2 separate regions of the Gasterosteus aculeatus genome follow, and region 1 is linked to region 2. A link is a contact called in public Hi-C data. All regions are on one chromosome and are shown on one strand. The core of a region is the stretch at or near the end of the contact, and the rest is flanking DNA. Distances in the headings are between cores, read along the strand shown.

Region 1 (7,056 bases), core at 2,420-4,919, 96 kb after region 2:
TGATGACATATTAAACCATCTTGTAAAGACAGCAGAAAGACGACACCGCTAAAATGTTACACCAAGGCAAAAATAATCTCCGGTCTTCTAATGCATTATTTTTTAAGGAAGGGATTAAAAAGGTCAATGAGGTTGACCACAATAAGCGATCTTAATGGTAAACAGTGTGGTGCACAGTCACACTGTCGGGTGATTCAAATTTGTGGAGAATATAGCCAGAATTTGTATTGCTTTTTTAGCACAGGGGCTCACTACACTGAGCAGTACAATTGGAATAATACATGCTCTTCATGTGAATACACATTCCATGTATAGAGGGGTACGGATTAGAAAGGGTTTGTGGACATTGGCAACAATAAAGCTTTAGCTTTTTATGAGGAATTGCACACACCGAGGTGGGGCTGATAAGTCAGAGGTTCAAATACTAAACATTGAGTGTGTGCTGAAGCCCATATTCATTATCAGTCTCCGCAGGCTGGAATACTTCCTAACGAACTGAAAGCCATTCCTACGCACAGAGAGGGAGAGAGATTCTCTAATTACTGACCGGTTTCTGTGCCTAGCTGGCAGAATATTCTCTCCAAGAATTGATCATTTAATATCAAAGCTTGAAGTACTCTGTGAACTAATGCAACTACTTCTCTTCCGTTGGATATACAGTATTTCTTTTACTGTTGGCCGTGGCTTATCACTGCAGGAATTAGAAAGCTTACATTATGAATATCAAAATATTCCAAAAGTTACATGGACTTTATTACTGAACATCAATCATTTTGGGGATCTATTTGCAGAGATAGATTATAGTTTTCACAAGAATTTCATTAGAATAAGATTCCTAGTGTGTAATAAGAAGAGTTATGCAGTGGTTAGCCTGAAACGAGCCCCTCATGACTCTGGGAGCAGGTCCTCTTCATGCACAGCCGTGTTTGTGCAGCAGGCTCTAACTGCCTGAAGGACGCAGTAGCTCTCCAAAGCGCTCGTGAAGGCGAAGGCGAAGGAGTCGTATAACTCAAAGCTGTGATGCCACCGGCAGCCGCTTGACTCTGTTTGCTGCTAAAGTAATGTTACTACAGGTGAGATATTCATTTACAACCACGATACGAGAGCCTACCAGTAAGACAGCTACGGGATTCAGCAGAAAATACATTCGTACAAACCATCTATTTTGTAAGACTGATTTCATATTTTTGGGAAATAAGTCAACAAAAAAATCTAAATGATTACTGAGGTTAAAATAGAAAGTCTGAAATGAGTTTTCTGGAAGATAAATAAAAGCAAACATTAAACTAAGGATTCTCTAACTCAACCTTCATTATAAAAATTGCAATGGACATCACCACTATGTGGTGATTCATCTCCGGTTTGTCTGCTCTTGTGTTTCTTTTGAGGGGCGTTTCTCTGTTATGTTTGAAACGTATCCCTTTTTACTGCCCTCAATTTTCCCAGAGCTCCCTCAGAATAAAACACGTACCGCATGCAGCCACAAAACGTCTCTTTCTGTTTTGAGGGCCAAACCAATTGCATCTTGAAAAAGCTTTATTGTGTAGAATGAAGCCAAGACGTTAAGTTCTGAAAATAATTACTGCGTGGCACAAAAGGATTTGAGCTCGTACCGGCTGCAATGGGAGTGCACATGTGCTTGAAAATGTTCCCCTTTGCACATTCCATTCTCCAGAGGAGAAGGTGCAGCCTGAGTGAGGACATTTGGTCAAAAGATGTGGTGGCCAGAAGATAACCAAAGCCATTTACAACTCATGTGCTGACAAACATAAAGTATGCAGTACTAATAGTAGGAGTAACTTGTGGGTTATAACCTCCATTTAAAATGATGTTCCCACACCCCAACAAAAACAAAAAAGAAGCACACTTGTTAGCAAGACACGTGGCAGATGGCAGTATGGATAGTGACCCTCTCGGACCAGTACTCACATTGAGTGATTGAAGTCATTTTAATGTGAAATCACTCGTTTTGTCCTCAGCATGACGGTGAAGAGGAGAACGGAGGCAATTTAACTGTGGAAGTCTGTAACTTCGTGACAGGGTTTTGATAGTAACTATTATAGCACCAGAAGGTCTTCTCGAGTATTGCGCATGCTATTCACTAGTTAATTGTAATTGTGCTTTCGTTCAAATATCTGCTGCGAAAGAATACGTTACAGGGTACAAGTATTTTTTTCTCGTGGGAGGTCGAATTTTCCTCTCACTTCCAGTTATTACTTATTTGCATTGTTTGCCGACTGCCGTTATGAAGCCTAGAGTCGCCTCCTGAGCAACGAGTGAACAGAAGTTACTGTATGTGGAATGTGGCAGTGACCTGCCAAGCCCTGAATACTAAAGCATACTCTGACTTATGCTCTATTTGACTAAATGGAAAATCATTAAATAAATGAATATAAGGCTCTATTCAAAACGTTCAGTATTAAAAAGGGATAATACAGTGTATTTATTGAGGAAATAAATCAATAAATAAGGGAGAAGTTAAATTATTTTTTCATAGACTTCTATACAATCACAGGAGTCGCCCCCTGCTGGTCAGCGCTGATACTGTGCACTGTTTGGTTTAGAAACTGCAACTGTAACTCAGAAACATCCACATCTCTATAGAATGGGGAAAACCGTGAGGAGGAGGAAAAAGAAGAGGAGAAGACAAAAAGAAGTAGGGGAAGAATGGGCAGAGAGGTTTGCGCTGGCTTTCCGTGTGGTGGCAGTTCCAAGCAGAAGCCTGTCCGCTCTGCATATGGAACCAATTTGAAACGTGAGACAGACTTCTTTAGAGACGCCCGAGAGTCAAGAGATAGCAAAACGCTGTTTCCACTGGCCATCAATGCTTTTTTTTCAAGGTTACAGGGATTTATACTGTCACTTGTATATAATTTCATTGTATTAACCTTTTGTTTTCTTGTACAAAGCCAACGGGGGTGGGGGGATTATTCCTTGCAGTGGTCTATCTCTTGTTTCTTTTAAGATGACTTGAATCCATCTTGATTGAATGTGGGACTAAAACTTGAATCACTATTATTCTCTCAATGACTTAGTTTGTCCTTTATAGTGAAAATGGGACCATCTAAACATCTATAACAGTAATATACCACTTATTCATTCAGCGATACGTTTTCTTTCTGCATGAAAAGCACTTTTATTTCCACACTTGCACACATTTACATTTAAATTGTTGAGACTGTAACCTTTTTTTAAGAGTAATAATGGAATGATTTCATTTGGTGGTATGATCTCAAATGTAACAAGCTAAAGTGCACGGTGTCCCCCGTGCTGTGAAGACAATAAGACAGAGAGAAGACACAGCTGATTCACATATGGAATTATGAATTTCTTCAGGTGGGGGGGTCAGAACCGAACTCACGTCCACAGGTCGAGGACTTCTGCCTCCTCAGCAGTTCATCAGCTGAGAAAGACGGTTAACGAGTCAAAAAGAAAAAGCAAGAGTCTTACCATGGTTCATGTCCCCGGCAGAGCGCATTCCACTTTATCGCAGGGCCATTCCTTCGATAGAGGTCCGCGCGCACACACACACACGCGCACACACACACACACACACACACACACGCGCACACACAGGTTCTGGAGTCGTAGAGCGGGACCGCGGCCACGCAGTCGGACTACAGAATCGACCGAGGCGGTCGCGAGCCCAGCGCCCCCCGTCCCTCCCAGGGGGACGCGCGTGCCCCGCGCGAGCGTTTGAGAAAGCTGATTTCAAAGTAAAAGCCTCCTAAGTTTGCGGAGGAACACGATCGGCACGGCGAGATTTACAGACAAAATGTAGTAAAATAAACAACAGCATTTTGAATGTTTTCATGCCACCGGTGAAAGATTCAAATAGCCCAAAAATGCTTTTGACTTTATTGAATATTATTGAATCTTAACAGTGCATACATGCTTTGTTTTTATAGCATGCTTCATAAGAAAACGCCAAAGAGTAGATGGACGTCGTTTTATACCTACGAAATCTCTTGCACACTATACTGGTATCATACCGGTGTAGTGTGCAAGAGATTTTTTTGTTGATATTCTTGAATTTTGTGTCGTGGCCAATGTGCTGTACTGAGTTGTGTAGCTGGTCTAGGGCGCCCTCTTGTGTTCAACCTGACTGCCGTGTTATTGTCTTTCACAGGGTTCTTATCGTGAGCAGCAGACACGGTTGGCAGTGAGGTTTTGCAAAAAAAAGGAGTTACTTAACTCGTCCCAACGAGCAATTTATCCGATGAAAAAAGAGAAATAATTAAGAGTGGTTGTCAACATGTCTGGCTGCTGGGCCCACAATAACAAATAAAACAGTGGAATTCGTCGGTCCTGGGTACCTTCAGCTTTACACGTCTACACCAGGACACCTGATGGCCTGAGAACAATCGAGGGATCAGAGTTGTCCTGGACAGGAATCATGCAACACTTTATTTACATGGTACAAGTTGGGAGCTAATGTGAAACAGCACATGGAACATCTCTGAAAACAAAAATAAATAAAAAATGTAACATCGAATGATTTATTTAATTATTTTTTCAATGTTTTCTCTCATCCACCCACCCATACTGGACTGATTTATTATTATATTGTTATTATTACCTGATGACATCTTTCCGTTTTTTGTTCTGTCTTGCAATTCAAACCACGAGGATGTGTCGAAGAACAACTGCCTGCAGGTGGCAATGTTGGTACGTTTTTCAAATCAAAAGCATGAAATCTTAAAAGAAATGAAATGAACATTTTGATGTGTCAGATTGGCGGCTGTCTTTATGCGCCAAATAACAAGAGAGTTGTCAATTCCAAGCATTGCAAGTGTAAAGTATTAGGTAGTTAGACGTAAAATGTGTGTGTGTGTGTGTGTGTGTGTTTAAGTGATAGCACAAAGCTTGTCTTATAGCGCTCGTCTGTTCTCTGACCTTTCTGCCTGGCTGCCGCCGACTCACTCATTCCTTATGTTCAGGACTACTGTCCCACTGTACAATCAGCTGCTTCATCTGACTTTGCTGACCTCTGACCTCTCACCCTGACCCCCACAGCCAGCCGACCCCCGCGCCTCTCACGGTACGACATTTTAGCTGCAATAAAAGGTCCATTTGACAGGACTCGGGCAGTGCGTGAGGAAAAGATAAGCAATTCTCATTTTTGTGCAGCTGAAAGCAAGTTGAATTGAGTATTGAAGTGCGTGCACACACAGGACATGTGTGTGCCCACTTGTACTGCATCATTCCATTCTGTGAAGCTGCACCGCGGGATTCATGGAAGACAGAGGGACAATTTATCCCCGGAGCAGCAGATAGAGATAGATATTTCTGCTGGCACACAGTGCGAGCTTTGTTCCCTGGCAGCATTCCTGCTGCTTTACACTACTGTACATCATCAGCAGTTTGGTACCACAGCAGCAGACTACTGCATTACGACATGTACAAACTACATTTATTTAAAGTAGTCAGAGTAGATACGTCAGAGGGAACATCTACACTGTTTGAGTTTTGGTCTTTGAAAAATTGAAAACATTCGTTCTTCACTTAAGAAAAAATGCTGAACAACCGTCTAAGCCGGCGAGAGTTATTAATCAAAACCTTCTATACATGATATTCGTCATTGGCAGCGAGATAATTTACGCCTACGACAAAACTCTTTTTGTTTTCAATATATTGCTGTATTTTTGAAGCCATTAAAAAAACCTTTGGCCTGGATGTGGCTGCATATAAAACCCTTTTTATTTGCTGATCAGTGCTGTGTGAGAGATAACCGCTAACCTGCAGCAAACATATCCAACACTTCCTCGTCACCATGACCAGGTGATATAACCGCCGCGTTGGCTCATCCGTAGCTGGTCGGAGCCAGTCGCATTCGAATGTGCAGAAACACCCACCTTAAACCTTCAAGACGTGAGTCACAGTCTATTTAACAAAGGCATATTTGAACCATGATCAGATTCTTGTGGGAGGCGGGGAGGGAGGTAGATGATTTAATGCTCTGATAGGTCTGGGGGAAACCCCAGCCAAGACATTTACAACCGTGACAGTTTGTTCACACACTCGATTTCAACTGTCACCACAATCCTTCTCCAGATTGTTCTTATTGTTCTGCCATTTTTGTGTGCAAAACCTGACTAATGAGCTAATGGAATCCAGAGCACTGACGGATTAAACCACAAAAACGAATTGTTTGCACATTAAAAGGAACATATCATGATCGTCTGTCTGATACTCTCCAAGGTATTTTTCACAGAGGGTCCCTGGTGACCAAGAAGTGACTATCAACAGGCGCCAGTGATGCTCCTGTGGGACTGGATGTGTAGTTGGGCAAATGAGCGTTGAAACGGGCCGAAGGAAATACTTTTACAACAACGTATTACGTTTGCGTTTGAGCCGTGATTAAAGATATGTGTCCCGGATGGGAAGGAGCCTAACGAGAGTGCTAAACTACGCCTCTGGGCACAAGTGTAGATGCCTGTATGTCAGGGATGATGTCACCCAAAATACAGAGAACCAGAAGGATGAGGGTGGAGAATAGAAGCGAGGAGGACAGATGGAGAAAGAGAGAAATTCTTTATCATTGTAAATGTGGAATTAGTGAATCCCGGGTTGCGACTTAAGAGACATCGGTCCCGCCGTGAAGGCCCGTGACAAATGTTTGAAGAGCTTGCTGATTTACTCCCAATCCAACAACCCTACTGAGTCATAAAAGCATGAATATACTGCATGTCAGAGCATCACCGCTACAAATAAATAGTAAAACCCTGAGGAATCTGCTCCAGTGTGAGCAATGTCACACACCGCTGTAGTGTTCAGGGAACAGGATGAGCTGCCTGCGTGTGTTTGCGTGTTTTCAGTGATGTGGGGCACAGCGAGAGGGTTAGCAAAGGAATAATTCCAGCATTATAAGTGAATCCAGGAAAACGCGATGGGAATGAGTTGTTTTTAACAACAAGCAGATGCACTTGACTTGGTGATGGCCATGGTGGTTTTAAATCATGCTCAGTGTTTTATTCATTGATGGAAAACAGTATAAGGAGGATATCATTGGATAAATATCTGCCTTGAGCAGCACCAAGGTAAATCCCCCCTTGG
Region 2 (6,450 bases), core at 3,173-5,672:
CACCTGTTCCATCCACCTTGCCCCACCTCCTCCTCCCCGCCCGGTTTCACGCGTCTGCTCCCAGAGTCTGGCCACGTTGCTGATCACCAGTCAGATCTTGAACCAGCTCATGGAGGCCTTCCTGCCCTACTGGCTCCAGAGGAGACGCAACAAGAAGATGGTCCGCAAAATCCACAAGGGGAAAACCCTGGAGGACCAAGAGCTTCCTCTGGCCAATCAGGTCCGGCTGGAGGCCGACATGAGCACCTACTTGGTAGGTGCACGCGGACCGCGAAAGCCTTCACAGGGTCGGGCCCCTCACAGTGTGGCAGTTTGGTGGATAGGTCATGCTGGGTCATGCTGACGTCTGCCCCCCCTCAGGGAACCTTTGACGACTACCTGGAGCTCTTCCTGCTGTTTGGCTACGTCAGCCTGTTCTCCTGCGTCTACCCGCTGGCCGCCGTCCTGGTGGTGTTGAACAACATCACGGAGGTTTACTCCGACGCCTTCAAGATGTGCCGCGTGTTCAAACGGCCCTTCTCGGACCCGGCAACCAACATAGGAGTCTGGCAGGTGAGACGCACCAGCCGCGTCTGATCTGATTCCAACGCTTTATCTGATTTTTCTCGACACAGAAGAGGCCAGTTGATATTATTTTTGAGGAAATGAAAAGCTAAACACATAACCTGCCGTTCTTTATTTAAAGCGCCGTCCATGAGAATATTACACTTCCCTCCAGGGGAGAAAATATTGTTGGTAATCCGGCCGGTGCCAAGTTGATTAAGAGCAAGATATCATGTATCCGCACTGCGGCCCAGAAAAAGCTTCTATTTCTGGAAGTAAGCCGTGGCCGTGTCTGTGTCTGCGTCCAGCTCGCCTTCGAGGCCATGAGCGTCATCGCCGTCGTCACCAACTGCTCGCTGATAGGCATGTCTCCCCAAGTCAAGGCCTACTTCCCCGACTCAGACATGCAGCTCATACTGTGGACGGTGGCTATTGAGGTAAATTCACACACACACACACACACACACACACACACACACACACACACACCTCTTTTAGTGCGTCAGACCATACAGAACCTGATTGTTTTGGTGTGACTCGTTATCAAACGATGCTCAGCTCACCTCGTGACAAAAGCAAAGGCTTTAGTGTAGTTGGGGCGGGGACAGTTTTTCAAAATAAGGTTCCCAGTTGTCTTCGTTTTAATTAGATTAACATGGGTTACATGAGGAACGATCTATGCCTCACCTCCACAATTCTAATGGGTGGACTTTTGATCCCTAATGGGGAAATTATTATGCAGCTTATCTAGGCTACACAACAGCAAATAACCATATCGACACTGGAAGAGGCCATATATATATCCTCTCTCTGTTGAATACTTAATGAACAGAATATATTTGAATAAAGAATTACAACTAAAATATAAATGTATGGCATTAATGTGATCATGTTGAGGGCTGGGGGGGGCAGTGAGGGTGGGGTGTGGCGGAGACGGAGAGGAAGGACTTCCTGTGTCGGTCCTCATGACAGCGACGTTCAATCAGTGCGTTGCAAAGAGAAATGAAAGCTCCAAAGGACAAACATGACTGACCGGGAAGTTGATGTATGTCCATAGCTACACACAGACATCGTTAACCAGGGGTTCTGCTCCTCGCGTAACTACACAACAACTTTCCCAAATAAATAGGGGAGGAGGAAAATGATTGTCTCGATATTGAAAGGCTCTGACCGTTTATTTTTATTTGATGCTTTTTTAATCCAATTGTTGAATGAATATCTATGCATATGTATATATATATATATATATATACTAGTTTGTAAATTACCCAGTTATTTTTTTTATTTTAATCTAACCATTTGGCAGTACCTCTGTGACCCACTAGATGGCGCTTTGATGCACACAAGTGAGAATAAATAACAAAAAAGGAAACCTTAAGACATAATTGTCTGTAACTTAAAATTGAATTTACATCATCATGTGAGTTAAGAAAGTGCCACAGTGATGTAGCTTCTGTTACACTCAACATGTAAACATCTCTTCTGTCCTGATAGAGTCATTATGACAATCTGTGTCAGTTATCTGTTTAAAAATGACATGAAGCAGTATGCAGTTATGTTGAGCAGGGAATGCAGCAACAACATGCATGCATGCATGTGTATGGTGACGCTTTTATCCACAGCGACCACAGTGATCTAGTCGAGTGTTTTTACCTTTGAGGGGCGTGAGGTCCTAAACGCATGTAACCACATGTGTGTGGAAGGGAAACAGGGAGGCGCAGCCGGGCTCTGTAGCCCGTAGATATCTTCATCAGGGTGGACTGCTCCTCACTAGATGGAGCCAAAGTCCACACTGGGTTCATAAAGATTGAGGGAGTGAGAGAGACATTGAGGGAGGGGGAGAGATGTCATATGCATTAAAAGTGTGCGTGTTGCTCTCATCAGCATTGTTTCCTTCCCCCTTTCACTGCTCTCTATTCAAACAGCACACACACACACACACTTTCTGACTCCGGAGTCATAGAGCGCTCCATGAAACTGGGTCACATCGATTGTCTGCACGTTGGATCTACTGTGCGGCCGACGATAAACAGACTTGTTATTGTTTTGGTGTTGGCGGCTGACAGGCCTGTGCCCCCCTGCAGGGTGTCTGAGGCCGGCTTCTGCCACCGTCAGCTAATGACCAAATTACAAATTCTGCTCAGAGACCCACAAAGCGAGACAACTCTGTGTTTAAAACACATGCATACAAAAGTTTTACTTTCTGTTTTACTGTCCTGTCTATGAACACATTTTGAGAAATGATGTTGATGTCTCGCTTTAGACCAGAAGTACTGCAGGGGGGTGACATTTTCGGTTGATAAGACAATTTTCCTTTTTTTCCTTTTTAAAATTTGGTTCACTCACAGCACCTTTAATGCAAACACGACAACACAGGCACCAGCCAGTCAGATCGCATTCATGCTCACGTCTCACGCCTATTCTGCCCCCGTAGAATAGGGGGTCCCTGCTCCGTCTCACCATCGGTTTGGAGGTCCTTGCCCTAAAAAACGTAGTCTAAAGTCCGCTTTAGACTAAATGCTAACGACTACCAGGCCTTTTGCTTTTGATAAATTGGCTCGTCCCTCCAACACTTCAGTGGACTGGCTGCTGGCATTAACAGAGGATGCATCCACTCGCACACCAGACAGGTGGTACATGTAAAAGGCTGGTTTGCCGAGTAATTTACCAAGCAATGTTTTTTATCATAACCTTTAATGTTTGCCTCAGGACCAACATAAAGGCTAACTTGGTTATTTTCAGCCTCTTCAACCCCCTTATGTTTCTGTGTCAAAGTGACTAAAGGGTGACATTTTTTGTAATTGGTTGGCTCTTGGAGGAGAACTGTGCAGACTGCAGCTGCTAAGCAGGCTGTAGTGTTGTCGCCCAGGGTAACGCTGAATGCACGTCCACTTCAACCAGTCCGTGTGTCATGTGCCCTGAAATGTCACGTCGTGTCAATGAAGACATTACAGATAACACTTATGTATTCCAACACATCCTCTCTCCATCTCTCACTCACCTTCACACCGATGTCTCTTGGCAAAAATGATTACTTACTCTTTTGGATTATTTCCATAAAGTTGTCAGACCATTATAGTGAGTTTGCGTCCATTTGAAGCTAAGTAGTTATTACATCACAGCTGCCATTCAGCGTCTTCCCTCATTACCGAACCAACTTCATGATGTTCCCATAAGCCACCTGGACCCCAAAAGCATGTGAGCATTGGTTTACGGGTGAAGTTGCCCTTCAACACTTGTAACGTTTGTAGTGCTGTAGGACCTGAGCAGAGGAGATTGTGTAGGCAGAAAGTGAGCCTTCCTGTGCTCCCATTCAACCCCCCCCACACCATCCACCGTACATGACTCTTGTATCAGTAGGTCTGCACGCCGACATCCCGGGCTTTGTTCCCCGTTTGACTGACGGGGAGGAGGCCAGGAAAGAAATGAGATATGAGGATCAGAGAGGCAGAAGGAACAGCAGCACATGTGTGATTCTGATGAACTCGACTCACAGACTCTTTGTGCATCCAAGCACGTCCCTTCCTGTCACCATCCAGCGCCTTTCCTAGAATAAAGCAAGCAGGCTATTAAAGAGATGGCACGACAAGAATAACGATAGCTAGGTTGCTGGGTGTGTGTGTGTGCGCTGTGAGTCTATGTTGTCCATCTAACGCCTTTCACTGGTCAGGTCGTTATCATCTTTGAACTTCGCTGTCTCTCTAAAGAAGGGTTCGAAATCAAATCAGCCAGCCCCTCTTATCTTGGTTTCAGGGTGGAGGGTGGAGGGGCGCCTCTTCGCTTTCCAGCAGCGGCGCCATGATACCTGAGTAATTACTATACGGGGCTTACACACATCAGCGAGCAGTCACCAGGCAACCGGCCAGCCGGCTACGGAAACAGACTTTCCCTCAGCGTCTCTGATCCGTCCGCTCACAAACAGGGACGGCTCTGAGGGGGCCGAGTGGGGGCCAGGGATCCACGAACATTGAGCCTCCCCCCCGCCGGATGGTGCTTCTCAACCTGCATTTATCTCTAGCGTTTGCATTTTGGGGAAAATCGATTGCATCAGAATATGCTGTTTACCCATTGCAGCCTAATAATGGCTGACTGGTTGTTACGGCCATTGTGTTGTTGTGTTTTTGGCCACCTGATGAATGCAGGTCTGTTATTAACTCTCCTTTTAGCTCTTTTTTGGTCTCTACCAACCCATGAGGACAATGCTGCTCCACTACCTCACTGTGCGTGTTAGCGGGAGGTTGGTGAGTGATACAAATGGTCTTTGCTGTAAATAATGACTGGCACTACTGACCATGAACTCGAAGAGGCTAAAACCCTGTAAGGACCGTGTTCCTTTCCAGTAGCTCCTCTGTAGGACTTTGTTGATTACAGGTTCAGCAGGTGGGTTGTACTCGCTTTAATAACAGTCAAGTCATAAGTCTGTTTAAGTCCAGACTGGTGTCCCACAGCTTCATTTCAACAGAAAGGAACATGTAGTGTTTGGCAGCTGGGCGCCGCTTCCATGTGGGTTTGTCTGTTTCTCCACGGTTGTTTTCGGCAGCCCACCAGACAGTAATCTGCTTAGTCTGTGTGTTTATAATCACATTGCAAAGGCATTAAAGCAGGACTCACCAACCCACCAGTGATCTGTCCTAGCACAGCATCCTACTGACAGTCAGCTTAATCCTCCAACCTGTCCCTATCTAATTGGATGCCCTTTATTTGTAGAAAAAACATGCATGTATGTGAAGGCTGGATTAACAATGTTATGAGATTGGCAGCACTCAGAGAAACCTTTTTTTAATAAAGTGGATAATTTCTTTTAAATGACATTTCACTTGCACTTTCAAACAATGATTCAAATAACTGCCATTTAAGCTGCACCACCAATGCTTTTGTGGTCAAATAGCTACAAAGGGGGTCCTCATAGTGAAGGAAGCTCTACACAGTTTGGGCTGGAGGTGTATGGAGTGTTTTAGCGCCTTTAGCGTTATTGCTTAGCTCTGTACATCTAATGCAGTCTCTAACCCTTTCACAGTAAAGTAATCATGGTGTAAGATGGTTCCTAAAACCCTCACGTTGTCTGAGATGTCTCATCAAAAGTTATAAACTACAATATAATACTACAGACTTTCCAGGGTAGAATTTGGTCTGCGGCTCAATAAACACCAGAAATGGCGAAGCGAAATAACAAATGGACAGATTGCGCACGTCACAACAGTTCAAGTCTTTTGGCCTGGATCTCCTCAACCACTTCGTTAAGATGAGAAGATTGATGGCATGAAGAACGGTTTCCTCCTGGATGACCTCTTCAAACACACGTAGCCATGTTTCAGTACTCTGATCTGTTCCATCAGCAGCGTTGTATCCAGGCAACCCAGTCGCTCGAATACATTTTGGCCTCGTAGACGTCTGGTGCGTTGAATGTCAACCTTTCTAAATCAAAAATATGGTTATCACCCTGCTGTCACACTTGTATAAATGGACAGTGCAACGTGGTCAACGTCGAACAGTACCAACGCAACTGGGGTACAAAATAATACCAACCGCCCTGAGCGGAGTTTCTCTCCTAACATTACGGATCAGGCGCAAAGTCAACGTTCTGTTTTGCATGAACCTCCCAGAACTCCATTCTAAACAGTAATTCACTCCAAATGAGTAGAAGCTGACTGGGTAGACACGATGCCCCATGCCCTCAAAGACACGCGTGCTCTGTGATGGTTAAAGACACAGATGATATAATGATATAACGAACACAAGTCCCCTGCTGGGGATTCGCACACGTCGGGGAGCTAGAGGGGGAAGAAGTATGTATAACAATGGAAGCCCCTCTCAATGGCATTTGAAGTTCTATTCTAGTTATTTCTTGAAAAGAACAGCATTTCAAAGGTCATGTCCTGCCCCGTCTGAGCCGGCGTCCTCTCGGTC

What was found. A called contact is a pair of places that touch in the nucleus more often than the background predicts.
Region 1: a contact with region 2 is called in a Hi-C map of skeletal muscle, with 5 times the contacts expected there. The contact joins the promoter of gask1a here to the enhancer-like site in region 2. A contact is called at or near these places in 3 of 6 Hi-C or Micro-C datasets (skeletal muscle and tail fin).

The regions. Positions count from the first base shown.
Region 1 is chr20:18,329,897-18,336,952 of fGasAcu3.hap1.1, forward strand. It overlaps gask1a (golgi associated kinase 1A), which reads right to left and starts at 3,670. Exons shown (of 6, transcript XM_040165998.2): 1 at 3,451-3,670. The coding sequence starts at 3,453.
Region 2 is chr20:18,233,194-18,239,643 of fGasAcu3.hap1.1, forward strand. ano10a (anoctamin 10a) reads left to right here. Exons shown (of 15, transcript XM_078095578.1): 11 at 65-253; 12 at 361-552; 13 at 852-980. Among protein-coding and RNA genes, the nearest start is that of ano10a, 9.7 kb to the left of the region's middle. Within about 2 kb of position 4,423, at least 1 of the 9 cell types and tissues checked has open chromatin away from gene starts, as enhancers often do.